2 separate regions of the Macaca mulatta genome follow, and region 1 is linked to region 2. The links are chromatin contacts, called in public Hi-C maps. All regions are on one chromosome and are shown on one strand. The core of a region is the stretch at or near the end of the contact, and the rest is flanking DNA. Distances in the headings are between cores, read along the strand shown.

Region 1 (6,075 bases), core at 1,124-3,623, 190 kb before region 2:
CAGCCAGTGTGAGACCATGAAGGCGTACAGTACTTTGTGTATGACATTTGGACCCTTTTTAGGACTTCAAACAAATTATTTTTGGATTTTTAACTCAAGAGGAAGAGGTTGATTTTTATTTTACAGCCCTTGGTGTTTTATTTTGGCATTTTCTTTGGTATCTGGTGACCTTGCCTGTTAGCTTCTTTTTATTTCATGACCTTTAACTCGAATCATCTTTTGGTTGCAACTTTAATAGTTTTTTATTTGACTTGCATTTGTAAAACTAGGGTTTTATAGACTCAGAAAGTTATTAAATCTCTGTGGGTTCCCCTTCTCACTCTGCATTACAACGGAGTGTGTAATTTAACTATTTAATGTCATCCTTATGTTTTCAGTGCCTTTTGCTAAGCCAAATCTTAACCTTAAAAAAAAAAAAAAGTCCTGAAACTATCTGTGGTGTAAGTCAAGTGTTTGCACAGCACAGCCATAGAATGTACTGATAATGGGAAATTTATCTTTTTTCAAGACATTGTTAATGGGATACTTCTCATAATTACACCTTTCAGAAAGAAACATTTTCCATTTCTGGTGCTTATTTCACTATTAGATTTGCTGCTTTCGTTAATGGAGGCTGTTCCAAGAACAGGACAAGTATTCAGCAACCTGCATTTTTACCCAACATATTCATGGAGGAAAACAATGAGCAGTAATAAATTAGAAGTTTCACAGATTGCACAGGAAATACATCCTGGCTCCCACGAAGATTCAGCACTGGTGAGTTCTGGGCCAGCCGCATTCTCCACATTCTTTCTAAACTTCAGTTCCAAGCCCAGACTTGATCGTGGTTAACCCAGAGCAAAACACTAAGCATAATTTAAATGGCTCTTCTCAGATTCTTTAGTGAACTGTGTCTGCTTGTTTGAGAAATAAGTTTAATTACATGGTGGAGTTGTTAATGGAACCAAGACGTAACTACAGAGTGGGTTTTAACTGTTGCTGTTCCTCATGGATAATAGGTAGGCTGTGGCATGGAAAGATCAATTAAAGTTTCGCCATGGTCAGTGAATGCTGCTAGGGACAAATTTCTCAAATGAACAACAACAACAAAAAAAAAAAAAAAAAAAAAAACTTTCAGACCACAGCATGATTTGGAAAGAGTAATGGGTTCTACAGGCAGACAATATTCTGAATTCTGTTCCTTACCTACCTTCAGCAAGTCATTTAACTTAGTTCCCTCATCTGTGAAATGGAGATTCGATCAGAATATTGTGTGATTTAAATATTAACATATAAAACATACAAGCACATACAGGTGCTTACAAAAACAAAAACAAAAAATCCTCACTTCCTGTTCCTCTTTTAAAAAAAACAAAAAAACAAAAAACTTTTGCCCTTCTTACACTTCAGTAATTTCCACCATCAAAACCAAATCTGGCTGTTTCCAAGGTTGGTATCAGTTTTAAACATGTGGTAGTAAATTAATTCAACAAATTGTTTACTAAGGACCCTCTTCCAGCACTAGGCAAGGCACTGGTGCATAAGGTCAAGGGCACAGGTCCATTTGGGTTTGAGTGGGTGATTTCAGGACCCAAGCAGACTTCAGCACCAAGGCAGCTATACTACAAATATATGAGGGTGGCTTAAATTTAAAAAAAAAAAAAAGCAGATGGCTTATTGCAAATCCATCACCACTTCTGGAAAGCTTCAAGAAGTGATGAATCTTTGCAAGAACAACCCTCTTCCCTATTCCTTCTGCCAAGAGAAAGTAGGCAGTTGACCTTTTCTCCCTGGATTTGACTTTTGATTAATTTGCTTTGTCAATGACATAGTTCTAAACTCTATTAAGTGTACTCACCCTCCTGTCTTCGAATCAGAAAGAAAAACAAATTATTTTAACACATCTCAATGCTTCTCAACCTTCTGCCTACAATTGCAGCTAGGAGAGTCCTCTAAGACCTTGAGGTTGATTATGTGGATTAAATGAGTAAATATTTATAATATTGTCAGAATAGTGCCTGGCACACAGCAAATGCAATATAAGTATTTATTGGTGAGGTAGAACATTTCTCCTCTAACTCAAAAACAGGCACCTTACGTTCCAGACATGATCCTCTTTCATAATCCTGTTCTATCTCTGCAGTTATAGAACACGATCTACACACTTCTATTTTGACCCAGGAAAACCAACTAGAGTGCTTGAGTTTGGCAGGAATTACCCAGAGCCCACAGCTGTCAGCTAGCTGTCTTGTTTCTGAGCATGCCATCTAAGTGAGTGGTCATATGTACTTCCCTCTTTTTCACAAGGAGGCTGTAATTCTATTCCTCATGTGGCTCATCAGCTCCAGGGAGCAGTGAGCTGTGGAACTCCAAATCTGGTGAGCTACCATGAGCTATCCATGAGTCATGGATCATCCAAGCCTAAGCGCTGATATTTTGCCCCTGCGCACGCCAGCCCACATCACACAAAATCGCTGATCCCAAGTGGTAGAAGGGCTGTGGGAATGCTAGAGATGGAGAAAAGGAAATTCAGAGCATAGGAAATGCTCCAAAAGAGAATATAATGTCAGCTGCCAAGGCAGTATGGAAATCAAAGGACAAGGGTTGACATCCGCCTTCAAGCATATTTTAGGTATTAGAGTCTAATGGAAAGGATACTGAGAGACAGGAGACCTGGGCTACTTCTGACACACTGTCTGACTTGAGAAAGTCATTTGCCCCTCTGGCTTCAGTTATCTTCCCTGCAATGGGAAGGTATTTGATTAGGCTGATAATTTCCAATATTTTGGACCAGAACTCACAGTAAGATACATGTATTTTATATTGTGACCTCTGTTAGAGAGACACACACACTCATACACTGAAACAAAAGTTTCACAAAACAGTATGTATAACATACTTTTTCTCTTTCACTGAATGTTATTCTATTCCTTCTCCTCCTCTATTTCCTAACGCTAACTGTGGCCCTCTAAATTGATTTCATAACTCATTGGTGGGGCACAGGCTGCTGCACTATGCAAAACATTGGATTAGATCATCACCGTAGGCTCCCTTTCAGCTCTAAGATTCTAGGGAAAGTCCATTTATAACCAGATTACTACCTACTACAATATTTCCCCAAAGGCAGTACAAACAGACTTCAATTTTGTACACTCTTTAAAAACAAAAGACGGTAGTGCTTTATTTCAAAATGTCATTGGAAGAACTCAAAATCTTTCATAGGGTCTTTCTATAAATACTTGAAAAATTCCCTAAATATAGGAGGTGACTTTCCATCTGTTCCAACCTTGTGTGAGCAAATAGTGCTTTGAAGCAAAAATAATAATAATAATCTTTTGCATCTCTGTCTCAACATGGCCCCAGGATGACTCAAGAGGACAGTTTCTCTTCTGTGTATTCATAAAGATCAGATGTAGGAGTCATAATTTTTTAATGTGACTGTTTTACCAGTTTCTCTTTCTGTGTCCTGCTGTGGGGGAAACTGCATTAATAAACTATGTCTTAATGCTGCCTAGCTAGAATTTTTTTCTCTGCAGGACTCCACTAAATATAGCTAAAGGAATGCTTATTTTATTTATCTTTCCAACTTTCTTTCCATTTTGAATATGTCTTCTTGACACTTTGGAAATTTTTCTCCTAATGGCACCTTAGTGTTTTTTTGTTTTTTTTTGTTTTTTTGGGTTTTTTTTTTGTTTTTTTGGAGAATAGAGAACTAATTGTTCATTGAGTAACAACAACAAAAAAGAACTCCTTTTTTCTCTTTCATCTGTGCCATATGGAGTCTTTTATGGTTTTATCAGTTATTTTACACCATATGCAGAAAAATAATGTAGAACTGGCATTTTTCCAGTACCAAGTCACGGATTTTACTTTGCTGAGAAATTGTGGGTTAAAAAATAGAGAGGTGTCACTTTTAATTAGATAGCCCTACACCATGCATTTGTCTTTGCCTCTTTACACCTTCCTCATGGTGATTTTTTTCCTTTTAATATTCATTAAAGACTTTGTCCTCACCTCACAACTGGCCTGGAAAGGCAAAGTGACTGGGGAATGATTAGTCATGACCTCTTTTTTGCTTCTTTGTGGTAAATATACATAACATGAATTTTTTTTTTTTTTTTTTTTTTTTTTTTTTTTTCAGACGGAGTCTCGCTCTGTCACCCAGGCTGGAGTACAGAAGCGTGATCTCAGTTCACTGCAACCTCTGCCTCCCGGGTTCAAATGATTCTCTTGCCTCAGCCTCCTGAGTAGCTAGGATTACAGGCATGCACCACCATGCCCAGCTAATTTTTGTATTTTTTTTGTACAGACTGGGTTTCACCATATGGGCCAGGCTGGTCTTGAACTCTTGGCCTCAAGTGATCTGCCTACCTCGGCCTCCCAAAGTGCTGGGATTACAGGCGTAAGCCACCATTCTCAGCCCCATTTCGATCATTTTTAAGAGCACTGTTTAGTGTCATTACATATACTCACAGTTTTGTGTAACCACACCGTTGTCTATTTCTGAAACTTTTTCATCCATCCCCTGACCCCGTGCCAAAAAACCTCTGTAACCATTAAGCGATAACTCCTAATTCCTCCCTTCCTCTAGCCTCCGATAACCTCTAGTCTACTTCATGTCTCTATATTATAACATTGCCTATTCTAGGTATTTCATGTAAGTAGAATCATACTCCATTTGTCCTTTTGTGCCTGGCTTTGTTCACGTACACAGCCATAGTCACGGAGGCAACGTGACAAAAGTGAAGCAATACTGTTTGGGAACTGGCAGAACTGCATTTGAGCCTGATTTTTACCATTTAATAGTCCTGGACCGTAAGACAAATTGATGAACTCCTTATTTCCTTCACTGGAAAAGCAATGGAAAGACTACATAGTCTCTGGAGTCCCTTTCGACTCTAGAAAAATGTCATGTTTTTATGTACAGCAACTACGCAAATGAATTCCATTCCTGACTTCCAGCTTCTTTTCCATACCTGCACATTCAAAAACTTTTTAGGTTCCTCCTAAAAAGCCCCAGGCTATATACTAGGCACTGTGGATTCAGTGGTAAGCAAGGTAGGTAAGAACCTGCCTCCATGAAGCTTAGAGTCTCACAGCAGAAGATGGAAAATTATCTAGCCGAAGCTCAATGTGAAAAATGCAATCTATGGTAGAGAAAAGTGCTATGGAACCATATGACAGGACTTCAGATGCTCATCTGGAGGGAGGTCAAAGAAGGCTTACAAGTTGGCATGTGTTTATCTCTGAATTTTAGAAAAGGTTTGAAGAAAAGGAGGGTACAAAGAGGAATTTTTCACAGTGGTTTTCTGAACAACCTAAAGATGTTCTGCTGACTGTGGTGAGGCATGACCTCTATAGCTTGTCTTGGAGGGTTGAGGGAGCCCTGTGGTATTGGTTTAAACTTTTCCAGCGGGAATACTATGTACTTTCTGCAACAGGACATCCACTTAAATAGTAATCACCCTGAGATTGGCTGCATAGGGAGAGTATGGTAGGAATTAATATCACAGGGAAATTAGTTCTGTCAATAACATCAATACCTACATTTTGCTGAATACATACAAACAAACTAGGCTTTGTATGAGGCATTTTGCAGGATTGTTAGGATAAGTAATGATAGCTATACACCAAATATTTCTGTTACAGATATGGACACTAAGGCTCAAAGGGATTAAGTAAACTTCCCACATGTCTAGAAGACATGGGGCTGTGGCTTGAAGATAGATCTAGTGCCAAAGAGTGAGCTGTACTTTTTCCTCCTCATCTTTTTCTTTTTTACTCCTTTTTAATATTGATTTTTTTCTTTTTTTTTTTTTTTTTTTTTTTTTTTTTGAGATAGAGTCTCACTCTGTCGCCCAGGCTGGAGTGCAGTGGCGTGATCTCGGCTCACTGCAAGCTCCACCTCCCAGGTTCACGCTATTCTCCTACCTCAGCCTCCCAAGTAGCTGGGACTACAGGCATCTGCCACCACCCCCGGCTATTTTTTTTGTATTTTTAGTAGAGACGGGATTTCACCATGTTAGCCAGGATGGTCTCGATCTCCTGACCTTGTAATCCGCCTGTCTCAGCTGCCCAAAGTGCTGGGATTACAGG
Region 2 (6,368 bases), core at 1,137-3,636:
GCCTAACATGACAGAACCATCAAGACAACCAGTTAACTGGAAAAAAAAAAATCAGTTCAACCAGTTGTTTGGCAGATGTTAAGTAGAATTGTGTTGATTGAATTATGCATTTTAAAAAGAGGCTACTTAGGTACAGCTGAAGTGAAATCCTTTTGTGACCTTGAACTTGAGTCTTTTATTAATGAAGACTCAAGATTTCCAATAAAAACATTTCCAATTAAGTGTTTCTAGTTCGCTCCCTTTCCCAGGTGAAGTGGCCAACTTCACTAAGCCCAGTGGCTGCCTTTTGCCCAAGCTGTCTTTTCTTGAAATAGAGGTAAGTTCTCTTTGAGTGAAATAATAGGAGCATGAACTTCTAGATCAGAATGCCTGGGTCTGGCATTCACTAAGTCACTTTAAACAAGTAACTTATATGCCCTTTGCCTCCATTTCCTCATCTCTAAAACAGGGACCGTAATAGAACTTGTCACACTGGGTTGATGAGAGGATCAAATAAGATAATGGGTGAAAAGTGCTTAAAACAGTGCCTGGCACATAGTAAGTTATCAAGAAATAAAATAGTTATCAATATTGGCATCATCATCATAACTTGATTGGTGTAGTAATGAAACAGGTTATTGGATGGGAAATTTGGTGGTATCCAACCCCATTTTTAGAAATCTCCTTGAAAGAAATATGACATAGGTATAAAACTTTTTGTGTAAGAATGATCGTGTAACATTGCTTTTAAGGGCAAAAATGTGGTAATGACTTCAATATTCATTAACGGGATGGGCTAAGTGTCTGAGAATCTGTCCTTGTAGAAGAACATTCTCTAGAAAATCAAGGGTAGGTTTGTCTCTGCTGACTCAGCCTAGCCAACAGTGCATCCGAAAATCACTGAGGCCTCCAAGTTCAGATTGGCAATCACAGCTTTCCTTCCTGAAATCACGTAACATTCTCTGGGAGGCTAATCAGGATGAAATTTTTTTTTTTTTTTTTTTTTACTGGGAAGAGTGGATTTGTGTCACTGAAGCCAAACTCTGAAGCGGCACAAGCCCTAATGAGGAAGAGATCAAGGAACATTGTTGAACGATACCCTGGTTCCCAGTATAACCCCATCTCACAACTGTGACCTTCAAGTTATAGGGCCAGTCGGGTAGGTCAAATGAGTTAAAACCCTAACTTTTGGATTTTGATAACCTTCCTTAGAGCTCTCTACTATGAGAAGAAAAGGTCATCTGCTAGGCCATGTTCAAGCAAAGAAAAGTGGAATTTTTCCCATCTCTCATGATTCCCCAATCCCAATCCTTTAGGGATTGTTTCCCTATTCATATTAACCAAAAACACTGAGTTGGAAGTGGAGCCAAGCCCCTTACCACTCCACCACTCCCTAACCTCATTCCTGCTATGTCTGATTTCTACCAAACAGGAGCACTAATCGAGATCCCTTTCCCCAAAACAAAAGCTTTGCCCCTTTGAGGCTCTTGTTTTGTTTGGGTCCTTCTTGCTATCCCTGGCTTGCTCTGTGCTTTTCCTGGGCCCCATTTCATTCCAGTTTCACGAAAGAAGAGGAGAAAGTACAGACCACAAGAAGGAAAAGCATTGTAATTCTGGGTGCTTTTTATACCCACAGACGACGACTCCTATTGTAGTAGCCGCATCACGTGTATCATTGAGCGCTCTATCGTGCCCTTGACTGTTCCTAGTCCCGGCTCTTTATCTTAGAACAACAGAATGAAAAAGCTGAAGACCCAGGCGCGGTGGCTCACGCCTATAATTCCAACACTTTGGGAGGCTGAAGCAGGTGGATCACTTGATGCCAGGGGTTGGAGACCAGCCTGGCCAACATGGTAAAACCCCATCTCTACTAAAATTACAAAAATTAGCTGGGCGTGGTGGCTTATGCCTGTAATCCCAGCTACTCGGTAGGCGGAGAATCGCGTGAACCCGGGAGGCAGAGGTTGCAGCGAGCTGAGATCGCACCACAGCCCCCTCCAGCCTGGGCGACAGAGTGAGATTCTGTCTCAAAAAAAAAAAACAAAAAAAAAAAAGCTGAGGCGAACGCCTCTGCGCCCCCTAGAGGTTGGAGAGTGCAACCAACAATGAGTGTGAACACATGGAAAAACTCAGTGCTAGCCTACAAGCTGTTAGCAATGAAGAGTGAGCTTGTGGGGCAGGCTGATCCAAGCCCCAACCGCCGTGAAGGGACATTATAATCCCCAGTTCCTCCTCAAGAAGTTCTCCGTTGTAAGGCAAATCCTACTTTTCTTCTTGCTCCCATATTGGCACCTAGATATCAAGGGAGGCAAAACCAAATCCTTGACGTCTCGGCAATTTGCTTTTGTAAGCCAATTTCCCCACTAATAACTGGAGATTGTGTTCCCCGGTGCAGTGCCAGACCAGGCCAGCAGGGGTCTAACATTAGTTGCTTTTAACCTACAATGACTGGCTCTCCACCGTAGTGGCTGAGTGCGTGAACTTGAAGAGCTAATAGCCCTGGCTGGAGAAAACAGGTATAAATAGTGCATCCATTTTGTAGTAAGACTAAAAACAGCCCAACCCACAGGATATCGATTTTCCTTATCCACAATGAAGTGCTTGGTTTAATACACTTTTCCTGTTTACTCTGAAAATGCATTCATAAAGAGAGCTATCTTAATCCAGGATCTTGGACCATCCAGATTTCTGTCTGAAACAATTCACTAATTGCTGTGTGGTCTCTAAAGAGGATGACATGAGGACTAAAGATTATATAATAAAAAAGACAATGTCTCAAAAAGCAAATGTCTCCAACTTATAGAAGTCATAGTTTAAAAAACAAAAAAACACATGAGTTTAGTATTTCTGGATCATTCTTAAGGTTGGTATTTGAAACTGTAAGCTCAAATCTTTACATTGTCCTTGAATATCTTGTCATTGTGGCTGACTATTAATTACAACAATGATGAAATACCTAAGAAAACTATTGTGCTTTCCAGTTTTCAGTCTTTTTACATACATTACCTCATGTGGTCCTTTAACACAAGAAAAAAAAAATTAGTCTCATTTTATGGCCAATGAAATTGAGGCTCAGAGAGGTAAAGAATGTTGCCTGAGATCACACCACGAGTAGTAGCAGAGCTGGCAATTTTCCATGCCAAATGCAGCAATTAAATTAAAGTACATGCACATTAAAGGACATTTACATGTGCAAACATTTATATAATGCAACCTTATTATGAATGGTATTTTTTCAGCAACTAACCTGATTTTAGTTATTAATATCTATTTATATCTTGTTACTATGATAGAATAATCATAATTTCTTTAGATTATGGAATACGTGCTTTTGAGTGCACATTCCTTCACTTCATATAGCCCTGTTCTATGTTTGGCTCTTTGATGAGCTAGCAGGAAGTGGCAAGAATCCAATCTACCCAGATTCAAAAATTCTCCTTATCTTCAACAGGCCACTCTGTCAGAGAAAACGAAACTATTTTAATTACATAACAACCTGAAGAGCTAGGTACTATTATTTTTCTAGATGAAAGAAGAGGCCCAGAGAGGCTAGCTTGCCCAAATGCAACAACTATGAAGTGCAGGGACTGATTTCTACCTCACTAGACTGACCCCTACCAGGGTCACAATCACTATGGCACCAGGTGCAAAGACCCTCCAGGTGGCACAGAAGAGGTAACAGGACAGACTATCATTTCCCCCAGAAGAGTTTAACGTGGTTGTGAGAACTAAATAAAAAGGGCTATGTTGTTATACCTTGGAGAATAGGGAGAAGCGTTACAGGTTTTTAAAAAAGTCAAATGCAATACGGATTTAAAAGGACTTTATAGACATTATGATTTTGATACCAATCACTCTGAGCTGCTTGGGTTGTCTCAGAATCTCCATTTTCTCCCTTTTATTTAGAGGTTTAATGACCTTAGATAATATTAAGGAAAGGCACCTTGAGCTTGCCTGTCTGTAGCCGCCAGCACTCCAGAGCCGGCTGTGGCAATCTGCCAATCCCCACAGGGTGAGTTCCCATGGACTGAGAACCTACTACGTGCGGCATTTTGCAAACTGCCTCTAGAACAGGCCCTTCAGGCTGCCTAACGACTGCGTGTCTACTCCCTCTTCTTGCAGGATTGGGTGCAGGGATTCCTGCTCCCAGGGGCCTCCAGAAACAGGCTCCACCTCCCACCTCCAGGTGCCGACCTGATTCGTGTAAGGGAAGTCCCACCCTCTTGGTCATGAGTGGTTCAGAAATGAGCATGTGACCTGCGGGGGCTTCTGGAAAGTTTTGTCATGCCTACAAAAGCCCGCCAGAAAGTACCACCTCTCCCGTTTACGCAGATGGTGCCTACATTTGTTCCTGTGGTTTGAGAAGGGAGCTAACCTGGGGCTTCGGAGCAGAAGGTGAGGCAGCTTGAGACAGCCTCACTGCGACTTGCTCCCAAAGCTCTAAGACCCTGCGGTCCTCACAGCACCCCCACAAGGGAAGCCTTGTTAAGGCCCTTTTGCAGATGGGGAAACTGAGGCCGAGGGAGGTACAGAGTAAATAACCAAACTGGAATTCAACCAAACCCAGAGATATCTGCCTCCAAAACCTGGGCTCCCCTTCAGCTCACTGATCTGTCCACTTGTCCAGAGTGGGGAAAGTTAGAGCAGGACCCCTTTGATCTGGTGAAACCAGTGGATTCCACCCCACGCATACCTTCTGCTTCCCTCCTCCTCACCTTTCTTAAGTCAATTCCCTCTGCTCAAAATGCCCGTCACTGTCCCCTCCAACCCGTGACATCCTTTCCAGCCTCCACAACCCACCTCTGAGTTGAATTCCACTTCTGTCCGCAAAATGCACTGGATCTGCAGCCTATATCAGGCTTTCAGCTGAACTTCCAACCTCATCACTTGTGCCCTAGGTTTGGCAATTCCCAAGTTCGTGTCATTCCTGGGGGGTTTAATTTATCCACATTGAACTCTTGTTATTGACCATTAGGTCTTCTTGGGACCTATTTGTGGCTTGTACATCTGCATATCTTAAGGAATCAGGTCTGACACCAGGAGCTACTTCTTCCCTGCCAGGAGCTACATTCTGTATTCCTCTGTTCCCCCTGTTCTCTGTAAGCCAAACTAGGCTCTTCCCAGTCCCAAGTGTATTGGTTTTACAAACTAGATCTTTTCTCAGGCCATTTTTTTCTGTCTGGAATGCTAACCTGTCCTTCATGTCCACCCAGAGTTATGTTCACTTTTGTGTGTGTCTTTATCTCCTTTAATGACCTGGGGACTTCATGAGGGAAAGACCTTAGTCAATCTCATCCTGATATCCTCACAGCACCTAACACAGTGCCTGGCCCATAGGAGACATTCCGTAGATGTTTGTGGAATGACAAACGAATGAGTGAATGAATGAGTTTTCCTCTGATGTGAGAAGACTGCAGCTAGTATACTCTCAGGACCAAGGATATAACTCTTTCGTGGAACTGGATCTCCCAACAAGGTAGTATTTTGCAGTTGGTGGGATCTCGCACTATTTTAAACTATTTAAATGACTATCAGTCTCTCATATATTTTAAATAAGACTTTAATTTTGGTTCATGTCCATAGGCAGTATTGCAAAGCCGCGCATTTTACAATCGGTAACACTGATAAATGGGTGGCAGCTCCATTCACCCCCACTGCACACACACACAAAGTCTCAGACAAGGCTCAGGCAGCCTCCCCCTTCCTGTATCTTCTGGCCTAATTATAGCCACAGACTGGGTTGCAGGTGGAGGGCTCTGGTAGATAATTGAAATCCACAGACACCTGCTTTGCACTTGACAGCTTTGACCTTCTCTTCTGATCAGGTTAATAAGTCAGAAATATAAGGCACTGAAATTTGGCCCCCTCTCCTTGCCTTAACCCCAGCCAGCCAATAGTGCAAAGTCAAGTATTATATACTTACACTCTCAAAAGACACAGAAAGATGGAAAAAATCTCCCACCCACCCACCTCCACCCCTCTCAGCTCCTGAGTTATACGAATAATAATAATTTGAAATGATCCATATTTTAAGAAAATTCACCTGGGAAGACAGTGTTGCCTCATGGTTAAAAGCACAGGCACTGGAAGCAACCAGACCTGAGGTCAAGTGCAGATTCTGCCACTTTCAACTGGGGGCACTTGAGGAGGTTACTGAGCCTCTCAAAGCACTGGTTCCCTCATCTGTAAAAACCTACCTCGCAAGAGTTTGGACCAAAGTTGTAAATGTAAAGATGCTCCGTAAACAGTAGCTCTTAGTATCTACACAGACTCTGGCCCTCTTCCTACTGGAATATCATTTTGCAAACAGGGCCGATGTGGAGACCACCCTCTCTACTCTTGCCTGCCCCACCCTAAGGCAAAGAGAGAAACAACACAGAGAATTTATC

What was found. A called contact is a pair of places that touch in the nucleus more often than the background predicts.
Region 1: a Hi-C map of fetal cortex germinal zone shows a contact between it and region 2, with 2.1 times the contacts expected there. The contact joins two enhancer-like sites. A contact is called at or near these places in 4 of 14 Hi-C or Micro-C datasets (cortical neurons, fetal cortex germinal zone, fibroblasts and 1 more).

The regions. Positions count from the first base shown.
Region 1 is chr14:29,653,224-29,659,298 of T2T-MMU8v2.0, reverse strand. No RefSeq gene overlaps it. Among named protein-coding and RNA genes, the nearest start is that of FJX1, 6.1 kb to the left of the region's middle. Within about 2 kb of position 2,373, at least 2 of the 40 cell types and tissues checked have an H3K27ac peak or open chromatin away from gene starts, as enhancers often do.
Region 2 is chr14:29,466,394-29,472,761 of T2T-MMU8v2.0, reverse strand. No RefSeq gene overlaps it. Among named protein-coding and RNA genes, the nearest start is that of LDLRAD3, 130 kb to the right of the region's middle. Within about 2 kb of position 2,386, at least 14 of the 40 cell types and tissues checked have an H3K27ac peak or open chromatin away from gene starts, as enhancers often do.